Regions from separate parts of the Mus musculus genome. Here region 2 is linked to region 1. Evidence: chromatin contacts called from public promoter capture Hi-C data. All regions are on one chromosome and are shown on one strand. The core of a region is the stretch at or near the end of the contact, and the rest is flanking DNA. Distances in the headings are between cores, read along the strand shown.

Evidence for each region. Capture Hi-C pulls out chosen DNA fragments and counts their contacts.
Region 2: a contact with region 1 is called in a promoter capture Hi-C map of adipose tissue. The contact joins two enhancer-like sites. A contact is called at or near these places in 2 of 484 Hi-C or Micro-C datasets (granulosa cells and nephron progenitors), 3 of 115 datasets of contacts at active chromatin or transcription factors (all in embryonic stem cells) and 4 of 9 other capture datasets (adipose tissue, embryonic stem cells, liver and 1 more).

What each region holds. Positions count from the first base shown.
Region 1 is chr3:28,028,989-28,034,679 of GRCm38.p6, reverse strand. It overlaps Pld1 (phospholipase D1), which reads right to left. Exons shown (of 27, transcript NM_001164056.1): 6 at 5,408-5,513; 7 at 3,378-3,443. Among named protein-coding and RNA genes, the nearest start is that of Pld1, 93 kb to the right of the region's middle. Within about 2 kb of position 2,854, at least 39 of the 459 cell types and tissues checked have an H3K27ac peak or open chromatin away from gene starts, as enhancers often do. A contact at or near this core is called in adipose tissue, where this site is marked.
Region 2 is chr3:28,105,798-28,111,488 of GRCm38.p6, reverse strand. It overlaps Pld1 (phospholipase D1), which reads right to left. Exons shown (of 27, transcript NM_001164056.1): 22 at 1,641-1,754. Among named protein-coding and RNA genes, the nearest start is that of Gm42196, 68 kb to the left of the region's middle. Within about 2 kb of position 3,603, at least 33 of the 459 cell types and tissues checked have an H3K27ac peak or open chromatin away from gene starts, as enhancers often do. A contact at or near this core is called in adipose tissue, where this site is marked.

The DNA.
Region 1 (5,691 bases), core at 1,605-4,104:
AACTGGGCATTAAAAAAAAAAAAAAAAAAAAAAAAAAAAAAAAAAAAAAAAGCCTGGTGTGGTGGCGCACACCTTTAATCCCAGCACTTGGGAGGCAGAGGCAGGCAGATTTCTGAGTTCGAGGCCAGCCTGGTCTACAAAGTGAGTTCCAAGACAGCCAGGGCTACACAGAGAAACCCTGTCTCCACCCCCCACCCACCCCCAAAAAAGAAAAGAAACTGGGCATTGTGTTCTATGTCCAGATTTTAATCTTAAGGGGAAAAAACACATTTACTGTTACTTATCTGGCTTCCTCTAATTCCCTGGGAGAAAAGCATTTTCCAGTCAGCACCTAAAATGCCCAGATTGTGTCAAGGGAAATGAAATCCACTGTGATAGTTCTCAAAAAGGAGGATGGAAAGAGGGGGAAGCTGCCCTTGCATTAAGGATTCTGCAATGTAGAGTAACTAATTATACAGTATTGCAGACCAGGGCCAAATTTTCTTGGACAGTTTTAGTGTACCTTTGTCATCGCTGCGCCTGACCTAACTTCCTTGTGACTATCAAAACTTAAATGTGCAATCTTTGCCACCCACAGGTCCAAAGGGTAAGAAACTCATCAAACATTACCTGAACCTATATCAGACTTGTCTCTGCTTTGTGGCCACCAGCCTACATGCCGTCCTCACCAATGTATCTGATAAACCTCTCCTTCCCTCTGAGGAGAACTGAAGGAGGCAGTCTCCTGGGGGGAATCCTAGGAGTCCCTTTAAATGCTAGGCTACTCTGTCAGAGCTGCAAGGAAGAAATAAATACAAAGCAATCTTCCCGATCCTGGATGAGACTATAGTTCTCCGCACATGAAAAGTCAACAAAGGGCCGTTCAAAAGGAAGAGGAAAGACCAGACATGGTTGACTTCAAAAGCCTCTGAGCCAACTAACGCCCAGTGCATTGAAGCCCTGCCCAGCTCCCTCTGACTTAGTCCTCTCTCACCAATACTATCACAGCACATCTTTCCTGGTTCTTTCAAGTCCTTTATCTGTGCCAAAGTGTGCCATAGCGTGGTAATTTACGTGCCAAATCCTCCTGATGAGAATCATCCAAACTTCTGGGAAAAAAACAAAAAACCAAAAAACCAGGCTCCGGAGACAGTATGCTTTTTGTTTGTTTCTTGACATGGAGTCTCATCTTTGTGAAGTCAGCCCATGCTGACCTCAAACCATGTAGCTGGCTTGTGATTTCCTTGCTTCCTTCTATCTCTGGAGTTCCGGGATTATAGGTACACACCACCGTAGCTGGTTTGTGCAGTTCTTGGGAATCCAGAAGAGGTTCAGGGCTCAGGAGAAGGCTCAGTGGGTAAAGTACTGACCATGTAAACTGAAGAACCTGACCCCAGCACCTATAGACAATGCTGGCTATGGCGGCGAAGGCCTTTGATCCCAGACCTGGGAGATGGGAGCTCAATGGATGCCCAGCCTTGCTAATGGATGATATGCGGGTTCAGGGGGAGATCTTGTCTCAAAAGGTCAGTCAGAGATAGATGGAGGAAGCCCTAGGATGTTAACGCCTGGCTTCTATACATGCACATATGTGACCCCTACAAATGCATGCATATACCATGCAAAAAAGAAAAAGACTTGAGTTAACTTCAAACAGGCTTGCTTTATAAAGTATAAGCATGTTACATCTGTAAAATAAATAAATAAATAGAAAATGCCCTTTGTAGTTGGGGCTTACTTAATATTTCTCAGTTATTACAGGAAATACATAGATAGTAACCTAATTTTTCAAAATGACATATGGCCTATGTATCTAGTCTTGAGACTGGGTGAAATTTACCATGAAGGAAAATATCAGTGAATCATGGCAGATTCAACTTTTGAAGGGCGTATCTGGCCACCCATCAGATACAAGCAGGAAGGGAACATTCATCAGGTTGTGAGATGGTTTTTCTCCTCCCAAAGCAATGCTTATAAGGTACCGTGGGGTTTATAAACATAATGTGGCTTCAAATTAAGATTTTTATGACTGAAAAAGTAATTAAACTAAACATCGCTTTAAAATATATCCAATTCCTTGTTCAATATCACAATCTAAAATGTAGTAAGGCAGACAGAACGAGAGAAGAGTGAACTCAACACGTGCTGCTCTTAAGTCCAGAGAAAGGGTGTAGGTCAAGCCATGGGCAGAAAAACAAGGGAGAGGGGGTGCTGCGTATGGGAGTTAGGTCAACTTTGCAAGACTCTGCATCAGGAGGATAACGTATCCGAGCTCAGAGAGCACAGCTAAGTGCTGCATTCCTCCTAAAATCAGCAAGGGGTTAGCCATTACGTGATTTCGCCACCACAAGATGGAATAAGACCCCTCTCACATCAGCCTCCTCTTGAGAGTCTCAGGTGAGACTCAAATGGCTAGGTTTCCTTTGTCTCCAGGCTTACAAAGCCTTGAAAGGCTTCTCAAGTCCATGGGCACCGAACTGTAGGCCACCACACCAGAGGCTGTGTGTGTGTGTGTGTGTGTGTGTGTGTGTGTGTGTACAGGGAGACCTGCAGACAGCAGTAGGGAAGCTCCCGCACAGGAAACAGCAGAGACAAGCACTCTCACTTCCTCTCCCTTCCTCAGTTCATGTCCACCACTCTCTAAGCTTGGAGGCCAAGTAGCACCTGTGTGAATTTCATACATGTTACGTGCAACACTTCTGTGTGGACAACCTCACAGCAACTGTCTGTGCTGCCAGAGAGAAATATTAAAATCCAGATAGTCGCCATTGTTCAGACCTCCGCAGAACTGAAAGCTAATCTTTGAAAAACACCCCACTCCCCATTCAAGGGCCTCTTCAAAAGCAAAGCTCTCTGTTTGCTGACACTGCAAAGCCTGCTTCCTCCTGCAGGCTGGCTGCAGCCCTCCCAGGCTCAGTCTTTGTGGCTCCAAAGCCTACCAACCTTCTCTCTGTTCTTTTTGCAAGAGGTCTTTCTCTCCCTGGTTTCCCACGCTTCTCACTATCAGAAGAATACATGAGCCAATCAGGTGGCAATCAAATTACGCTGTCTAATCTGGGGTACGCAACCCTGCTTGACAGTCTGCATTGAAATGCTTTTTGGTTTCATTCTAAAAACCTGTAGAGAGAAAAGGGCTGATTGCTAGATTTCTAGCCCATAGTAGCATTTCAACTTCATTTGAATCTGTTGCTACAGACATTATCAAGATCTACTCAGTATTATAAAAATATCAACGTCATCGTTATAAACTGGATCGAGACTCTCCAAGCAATTTTGTATTCATTAATTCAGTGTAACTCAGGAACTCAAAGCACTTATGTTCATGGAATACCCAAAAGTGAGCTACCCTTTAGGGTCTTCTAGGTCTCTGCAAGACCACTCCACCAAAGGGTACTTACCGTGGCATGATAGTTTCTGTACATGGGCATTTTTAGTATTTTTGTCAAGTAATCTTCCAGTTGCTTCTACAATAAAAAATAGTTTGGATACGGTTGAACATAATCATGTCTGTAGAAATTTTCAGCAGTGACAATGATGACATCAGGTCTCACTTTAACATATGTTAGTCATTTTATTATGCTCTATCGTTAAGTAGTATGCACACTACCCACTGTTCTCTTGGAGTGTTAGCTAAACCTCTTCTTGCTCTTAATATTTAACTTTTACTATGCTTAGGTCTTTGTAGTTGTTTTTGTCATTGTGACACAATACCTGATGAGAACGAGTCTATTCTGACCTACAGTTTGAAGAGATGCAGTCCACCATGGCGCAAGCATGGGAGCTGCCTGATCACGCTGCACTCACAGTCTGAGGCAGCATGGTGAATGCTGGCATTCAGCTCACTCATTTTATTCAGTCCAGAACCCTACAAATGGGGGCTAGTCATGGTTAAGGTGGTTCTTCCCCCCTCAATAGACCTAATCTAGCAAACTCCTCTCAGGCACGGCCCTAGGCTTGTTCCCTAGGCCAAGGTGGCAGGTTAATCTTAGTGCTGACAAGACCAGAGCTGAGTTTTTAATCCTCCATACTTATCAGAACACGATTACTCCTAATAAGTAAGTTTTGTTTCTTTGTTTAAAACAATGTTCCATATAGACAAGGCCGACTTCAACTTTGTTATGTAGCCAAGGATAGCCTTATACTTCTAATCTTCCAGAGCTGGGATTACAGGCATGTCAAAACACCTGGCTTATGTGAGACTCGGAATTGAACACAGGACTTGGGTGTTCTAGGCAAGCCCTCTACCAACTGAGCCACGCACAGCCTTAGCAACTCCGGAATTGGTTACTTTAAATCTTTTCTTTTTAACCCAAACCTGTTTTTTTTTTTAATTTTACATTTAATTAATTCAAAGATATACTACAACAAATTTTTTTTTCAAGAAAAGGAAGGAAGATTTGTTAAAAGAAAATGAAAAAGACTTCTTAGTAAAACGTATCTTGTCTGGTTCAAACATGTCAAGATATGTAAGTATGAGATGTGGGTTACAGGCTTAGGGCAATGAGGCAACACATGCCAATCAACACATGTCAATCACACTCTTTCATGAAATCACGAGACTCAAATACATGCATACAGTCACGCCAAACTGAAAAGTAGCATTTTATGCTAACACATCTCAAAAAGCATTTAGTACACAACTCTATAGATTTCAAATAAGATAACAACTCTAAATGAAAAGTCAGGTGTTCTCTGCACAGTACACACATTTCAGACTCTAAGACAAAACTGATAAAAATTTTAAAAAATCACTAATAAGCTAATATAAATCTAGCACTAATATGCTAATATAAATCTTATTAGCAGCAGTCATTGAAGCAGTGTGGGCAGAAATGCCCCTTGACCTGTCTCTTCTGTCTCCTGTGTTTGTGCTTCATTTTACTGATTTCAGACTATAATTGACCCTTCTAAGAAGCAGGAATATGATTATATATATATTTAAAATGAGCTATTAGAAATCAAAACGAATAGGTGGAGATGCTTGCTTTTCAGGAGAGAGTCTCAGAACCTCCCAGAATATGCAGGTTAGAGTCTTCCTTTCCCCTCAAGCCCAGGGAAGTTCCACTGGGGAAGATGGCTGTCTCAGCAGGTAGCCACAAACAAACACTCTGCCACTTCCTTGGCTTTGTAGCCCAGAAGATATCTAACTACAGAGCCACCAGGGCAGCCATCAATCAGTGGAGGAAAGAAGAGGCAGACAATAGAGCCAGAGAGAGGGCTCAGCAGGTAAAAGTGCTTCCCACACAAGCCTGAAGACTTGGGTTTGATCTTGGGAAGCTATAAAAATATGGAAGGAAAAAACTGATTCCACAAAGTGGTCTTCTGATCACTACACGTGCGCGCGCATGCGCACATGCACGTACACACACACACACACAGAAGAATAAGTGCAGTTAAACTTTCACAAAGCAGCAGAATAAAGACTCACCCTCCTGCCAAAGAACTGCTCTTCCTGGATTGCGTTTTCTGATGAACGGGGCAGACTGGGCATCTCTCGGGGTTCTTCTTTGACATTTTGTCTTCTAAATGTATGTCTAAAATACACACAAACACAATACAAAAAGCGATTAGACTATTCTTAAAGTATTTTATATTATCTTTCATGCCATGGTTTAGTATTGATATTTTAGTATTATATTATTTTATTTTTACAACATTCAGTATTATTTCAGTATTATAATTGATATTAGTAGTATATCCTGTCAATGTTTA
Region 2 (5,691 bases), core at 2,354-4,853, 76 kb before region 1:
TGCCACCAGGATGCTCACGCCGCCACAAATCACCTCTCACGAATGCAACCGCAAACAACACTAAAGGAATTCACAGGTTCACAAAAGAAAGAGGAAGGAGAAAGCAAAGCAGAAGAGAGGCTAGTTGGAAAGAGGTCGAGGTGGCCTGAGTGAGAGAGGACAAAAGTGGGGGGTAGATATGATCAAATTATTAGATGCTTGTAAGAAAATGTTATAGCAAACACAGTATTATTTACAATTAGTATGTGCTCATAAAAATTTTAAAATTAAAATTGAAAATATTTGATCTGGAGTGATAATAAAATTATATAAAAAGGAAAGAAAACAAAAATTCTTTGTTCCATCTGCCTGTTGTATAAAAGTAATTAACAATACAGCATGCCTGGGAAGGCTGATAGCCTTCAAATAGAGATGTTTTTCATAATGAAAGGTTATAGTTTGGGTTGCTGAACAGCAGCCAAATGTGTATATCATTCAGCTGGTTCAAAAATATCAAGAAACAATCATAGGAAATAATCACAGCAGACAATATTCCAAAAGTAATATTTGAATTGCCAAGAAAGCAGACAGAGTGCAGTTAAACATCACCAACTATGACAGGGCTATGTCCCACATCAGACAACAGCAGAGATGAACCCATCTTCAGCCAGAATGTGTAGAGCAAAGGCTGTCATTGTAGCCAGGTGGATTCACCCCTGGGAAACAGCATTAGTACTAATCATTCAGGTAAAATCCTGGCAGGTGAACAGGCACAAGGTAGCAGTCAGTGGGAGAACAAAACCAACAACTAGGCAGGAAGACCGGGGTTGTCCCCAGCACTGCAAACCAGGCACGGTGACAAACAGCACTTGGAAGGTAAATGCAAGAAGATCACAAGTTCAGAGTCAGCCTCAGCTACACAGGGAGTTTCAGGACATCCTGGGCCATCAAACACTACCACAATCCCACCCAAAGGCACCTCAAACTGTCAGAGGCAACTGGGGTCCTTTGAAGCCAAGCAAGGTGCATGTCGCCCTCCACCCAAGTGTGCCCAAGGCCCTGAACCCATCTCTGTTTGGTCCACTATAAAGTCTCATTCTTCCCCCTCATAACTCCTAAAAGGATGATTAGAAAAGTGTAAAACACAAAGAACATATTCAGGTTGTCCTCTCTGCTCTAACTGAAAGCGCTCAAACTGTACCTGGATTGTGTTCGCACTTACTTCTCCTGTTTTATTTTTCTCTACTTCCTGGAAACAATAAAGGGATTAGTGCATAGATATTTTTCACTAATATGATATATTAAAACGAATACAAAAGAGGCACTAGCTGGGCCTTCTGGAGGCAGAGGCAGGAGTGTCTCTGAAATTCAAGGTCAACCTGGTCTACATAGCAAGTTCCAGGCAGCACATAGTGAGATGGAGAGGGGGAAGGAAAGGAGAAGAGGGGAGGGGAGGGAAGGAAAAGAGACAGAGACACAGACAGAGACAGAAAGAGACATACACAGAATGACTAGTTTTTTGGTGCTGTTATACTTGACAGAGCCACCATGGATAACTGCGACATCTGAATTTCATTACCCTGTAAAGACTAAGGTTTAAAAGCGCATTACTGAGCAAATAAGTAGAAACACTGTAGCTCCCTCCTTGGTGTTCAGGGTACCTGTAGTTGAAGTGCATTATTGCCTGTAGAGCGTTCCCCCCGCCTGTGGAAATGTCTCCCTCGAATCCCGGCAGCAGCGGTATCACAATGTACACCCGATATCTCTGGCCTTCCCTGCAAAAGAAAAATAAAGAAATAAAACCAAGTAGCAGCTACATCACCATCCAAGCAGACCATGGGGCTTTGGGGACAAACGAAATGCCTCCATACAGCCTTCCTCACTCAGCTTGGATGACTCTTGGATCCCAGCTATCACTATGGGATCTGAGCGCTATGCTGTATGGTACACTTAATTGGGCAGTAAAGAGGGAAACGTGTCTGCTTCCGCTTCTCCATTCATCATCCTTTGCAGGACAGAAGGCAGTTTAAAATAAATCTTGCTGATCTCATGAAAGAGGGTGTAGGAAGTGACTTATACCAAAGTTTAGAAAAGGGTGTTACCATAATGAGACTATGTAATTTTAAATAGGATTTTATTTAAATATGTGTATCCATATGTGCAGACATAGATACATAGACATATATATATATACATAATTACTATTAAGTTATGCAGTCCACAGCTTGGCAAATTGTGGGCATTTGATTCATAACTGTGGGGGTACCGGTACCTATGTCTTAGAAGCAAATATACACATAAGATTCAGTATGTTTTTCAAAACAGAGTCATCGGTATTTAGGAATGCTAAGGTTCCAGCCAGAGAATGTTACTGGGAATTCTTCAAGAATTCTGAGTGACTAGTTGTTATTTTTTATTTTATTTTTAAAACATTTATGCACAGGTGTGTGTATGTGTGTGTGTGTGTGTGTGTGTGTGAGAGAGAGAGAGAGAGAGAGAGAGAGAGAGTATGAAAACAACTTGTGAGACTCACTTGTCTCTTTCTACCATGTGAATCCTGGAGATTGAATTCAGAGTATTGCTCTGGGCAGCAAGCATCTTTACCGTTTGGGCTATCTCAATGGCCCGTACTTTATTTTAAAAAAGGACTATTATTGTATATATGGAGCATAGGCACACACGCTACAGCCCATGTGAGGAGTTCAGAGAACAACTTTATGGAGCTGGTTCTCGCCTCCCACTGTTCTTTCACATGGACTCTTGAGACCGAACTTAAGTCAGCAGACATGTGTGACAACCACCTTTTACCCACTGAGCAAGTCCCAGCCAGTGTTCATTTTCAAATCCCCAGCTTATAGAACACAGTATCTTCAGGCCACCTTTTATAGGAAACCGAAGCTTCTTAATGACAGCTAGAACAATAGAAGAAAATGCAGCTCTTTCTTTTGATGTGTATTCAGAAGCCCAGAATGCTATGCTCTGATAGACACATCAAGCCTTTTGACACCAAGGCAGGACATTGTCATCGACTAAGGCTATGCTGGAGAATGGTAAAATGGAGTTAGTGAAAACCCTCTCATAGTGCTTTGTGTGAGTTTAACATTTTGCATCAGGCTGACTTTATAGCTATCCTTGACCACAGGCTAGATAGCCCACTAGGCAACATGTACAGCGAGAGTCCCAAACTCTTAAAGCTTCTGGCTTTGCTTAGGAATACACGGGAAAGAGAGAAAGCTTGAGAGAGATGCTGGATACCTCACAGTGCACAAATACAGTTTGCTTGAGCACATTCTCTCTGCTGGCTAATTCTCAAGGGTCATCCTGCTTAAACCATTTATTATACCTAATGGTCATAGTTCGTCTTCTTGTGAACAGAGGAAGAGACCCTTCTTGTGAGAATTTTCTCTGTTCTAATGGTCAAACCTGACAGGTGGGTCTGAATGTCCATATATTCATGACAACACAGGGCAGAAGTGACTATCAAAGGGACCATAGTATGAAAAGTCAATGGCTGAGAAATGAGGCATTTGAGGGAGACTGCTGCAATGCCAAGGATTACTCACTAGATGGCAAACGTAGTTTGAGTTGGGAAGAATACAGAGAAAATGTGAACAGCCCTGGTTACTGCCTTGGTTAGGCGACAAGGCACAGTCTTTAAATGGTAAACAGGACACAGGAGAAGAACAGGAAGCCCTGAGCTACTTTCCCACAGTCCACATTTAAAAGACTGCATGAACCCAAGTGGACACTTAACTAAAGTATATTCCTGTGAGACGTCCCATAGTCATTCCAGTGATGTCCACAGTACCCCACCCACGTGCTAATAAAGCAAGTCAGCTGAGCTCCTAGCCAGGATGGAAGCACTTCTAGGTCACCTTGTTCATTGGAGCTGCCTGGCTCTGCAGTCAGAACCGGGTCTCATCTGCCTCTTCTTTCCCAGACCGTGGCCAGGAAGTGACCCATAAGCTCTGTGTCTTGCTCATTCATGACAAGCTCATGACCTGGGCTGAGGGCTGACCTGCTCCAACACACTGGGTGGAGGTTCACATAGCTTTCTATTTGGGGCAGCCTTCAGTAGAGAACCCATGCTTTCAGTGTGCTCTGTTGGCTGGGAGGATGGGGTTGGAGTCAGATTAAAAGAACATTTCAGCAAAAAGTAGGTCAAACTATACTTGATATTTTTCTTAATTATATTTCATTTGAATTTTCATTATGGTAAATATATAAAATGTAAAATTGGGCATTCTGTCCACTGTGAGAGTCTTCATCATTAACTGTGGTCCTAATTTTACATGATGCCTTCCATATTCAAAGCTTTTCATCATCATCACAGATAGAATTCGCTTCATTCCTACCCCCCAGCTTTCATCCCCCACCTCCCACTCCCTAGAGTCCCTGGCTATCTCTAGTTTACTCTACCTGGATTTTGCATATATGAGGAATCACATGAGGCTTGTCCTTTTTGGTCTAACTTGTTTTCCTTAACACACTACCCTCAAGGTTCACCCATACCGTGGCATGCTTCACAGCTCCTTCAGCTTTGTGGCTGAATATTCTTCTGTATTGTGTGTACACGTTCATCTGCTAGTGGACTGTTGGGTTGCTTTGCCTCGTGGATGTTGGGAATAAAGCTGTTATCAGTGTTGCATTATTAGCCCTCTGAGTTCGAGGCCAGCTTGGTCTACAGGGGGAGTGTCAGGATAACTAGGGCTACACAGATAAACCCTGTCTCAGAAAATAAACAAACACAGGTTTTTTTTTAATTAAAAAAAAAAAAAAAAAAGAGTGAGCGAGTGAAAATTGTTTTTTCATCCTAAGCAGAATTCTAGAGGAACTAGAACAAGCCCCTTCCCACTTCCTTTCTATTTATTTTATATGATTTCTAAAATATATTTATTTGTGTGTGTATAAGATTTTGTGCATATGTGTGAACGCACATGTATGTGCCTACATATGTGTATGGAAGCCAGAGCCTAACTCACGTGTCCCCTTCAGCACCTGTCCACATGGTCATTAAGACAGAGTCTCGCTGACTTGGAACTTCCCAGTTGGAGGAGGCCAGCCAGTGATCCCAGCGATTCAGCTGTTCGAGGCCCCAGCACGGGGATCATAAGTTTATACTGCCATGGCCAGCCTTTACCTATAGATTGTGGGGATTAAACTCAGTCTTCATGCTGGTCTAGCTCCAGCTTGACTGACTTCTCTCCACCCTATGGGTGTAGGCTTTTGGAAAAGAATACTTTAAGGCCTTTGGTTGTCCTAAAGCTGCTTGCACCTTTCAAAGAAGAGTAGCAGCTCCCTCCAGGTAGGTGAAGGCCTCTCCATCCCCCCCTGCCCTTCTTTAGGAAATCCTCTTCTTCTTAATGCCGCTTCCCTCATGCCCGAGCTCTCTGCTGCATGGAGGGCAGTCAGGAGAAATGGCTTCAGCTCAAGGTTGGGTCTCAGGACCTGAAGGAACCACAAAGAAGCTTCTGCAGCAATGAGCAGTCATTACAGCAATGAGCAGTCAGGGTAGGAGGCTCATCTCTGTGAATGGGAAGGCACTGAGGAAACAAGACAGGGCAGCAATGATGAATTCTGTCAGAAAGAGAGAGGTCGCATGTGGGACTCCTTGGCACGTTTTAGACTGTGGTGGGATGGGTTCTGCTGGACTCAGATCTGAAGTCTCTCAGGACATACCCCTTTTCATTTTGAGTTTAGAGAATCTTCAAA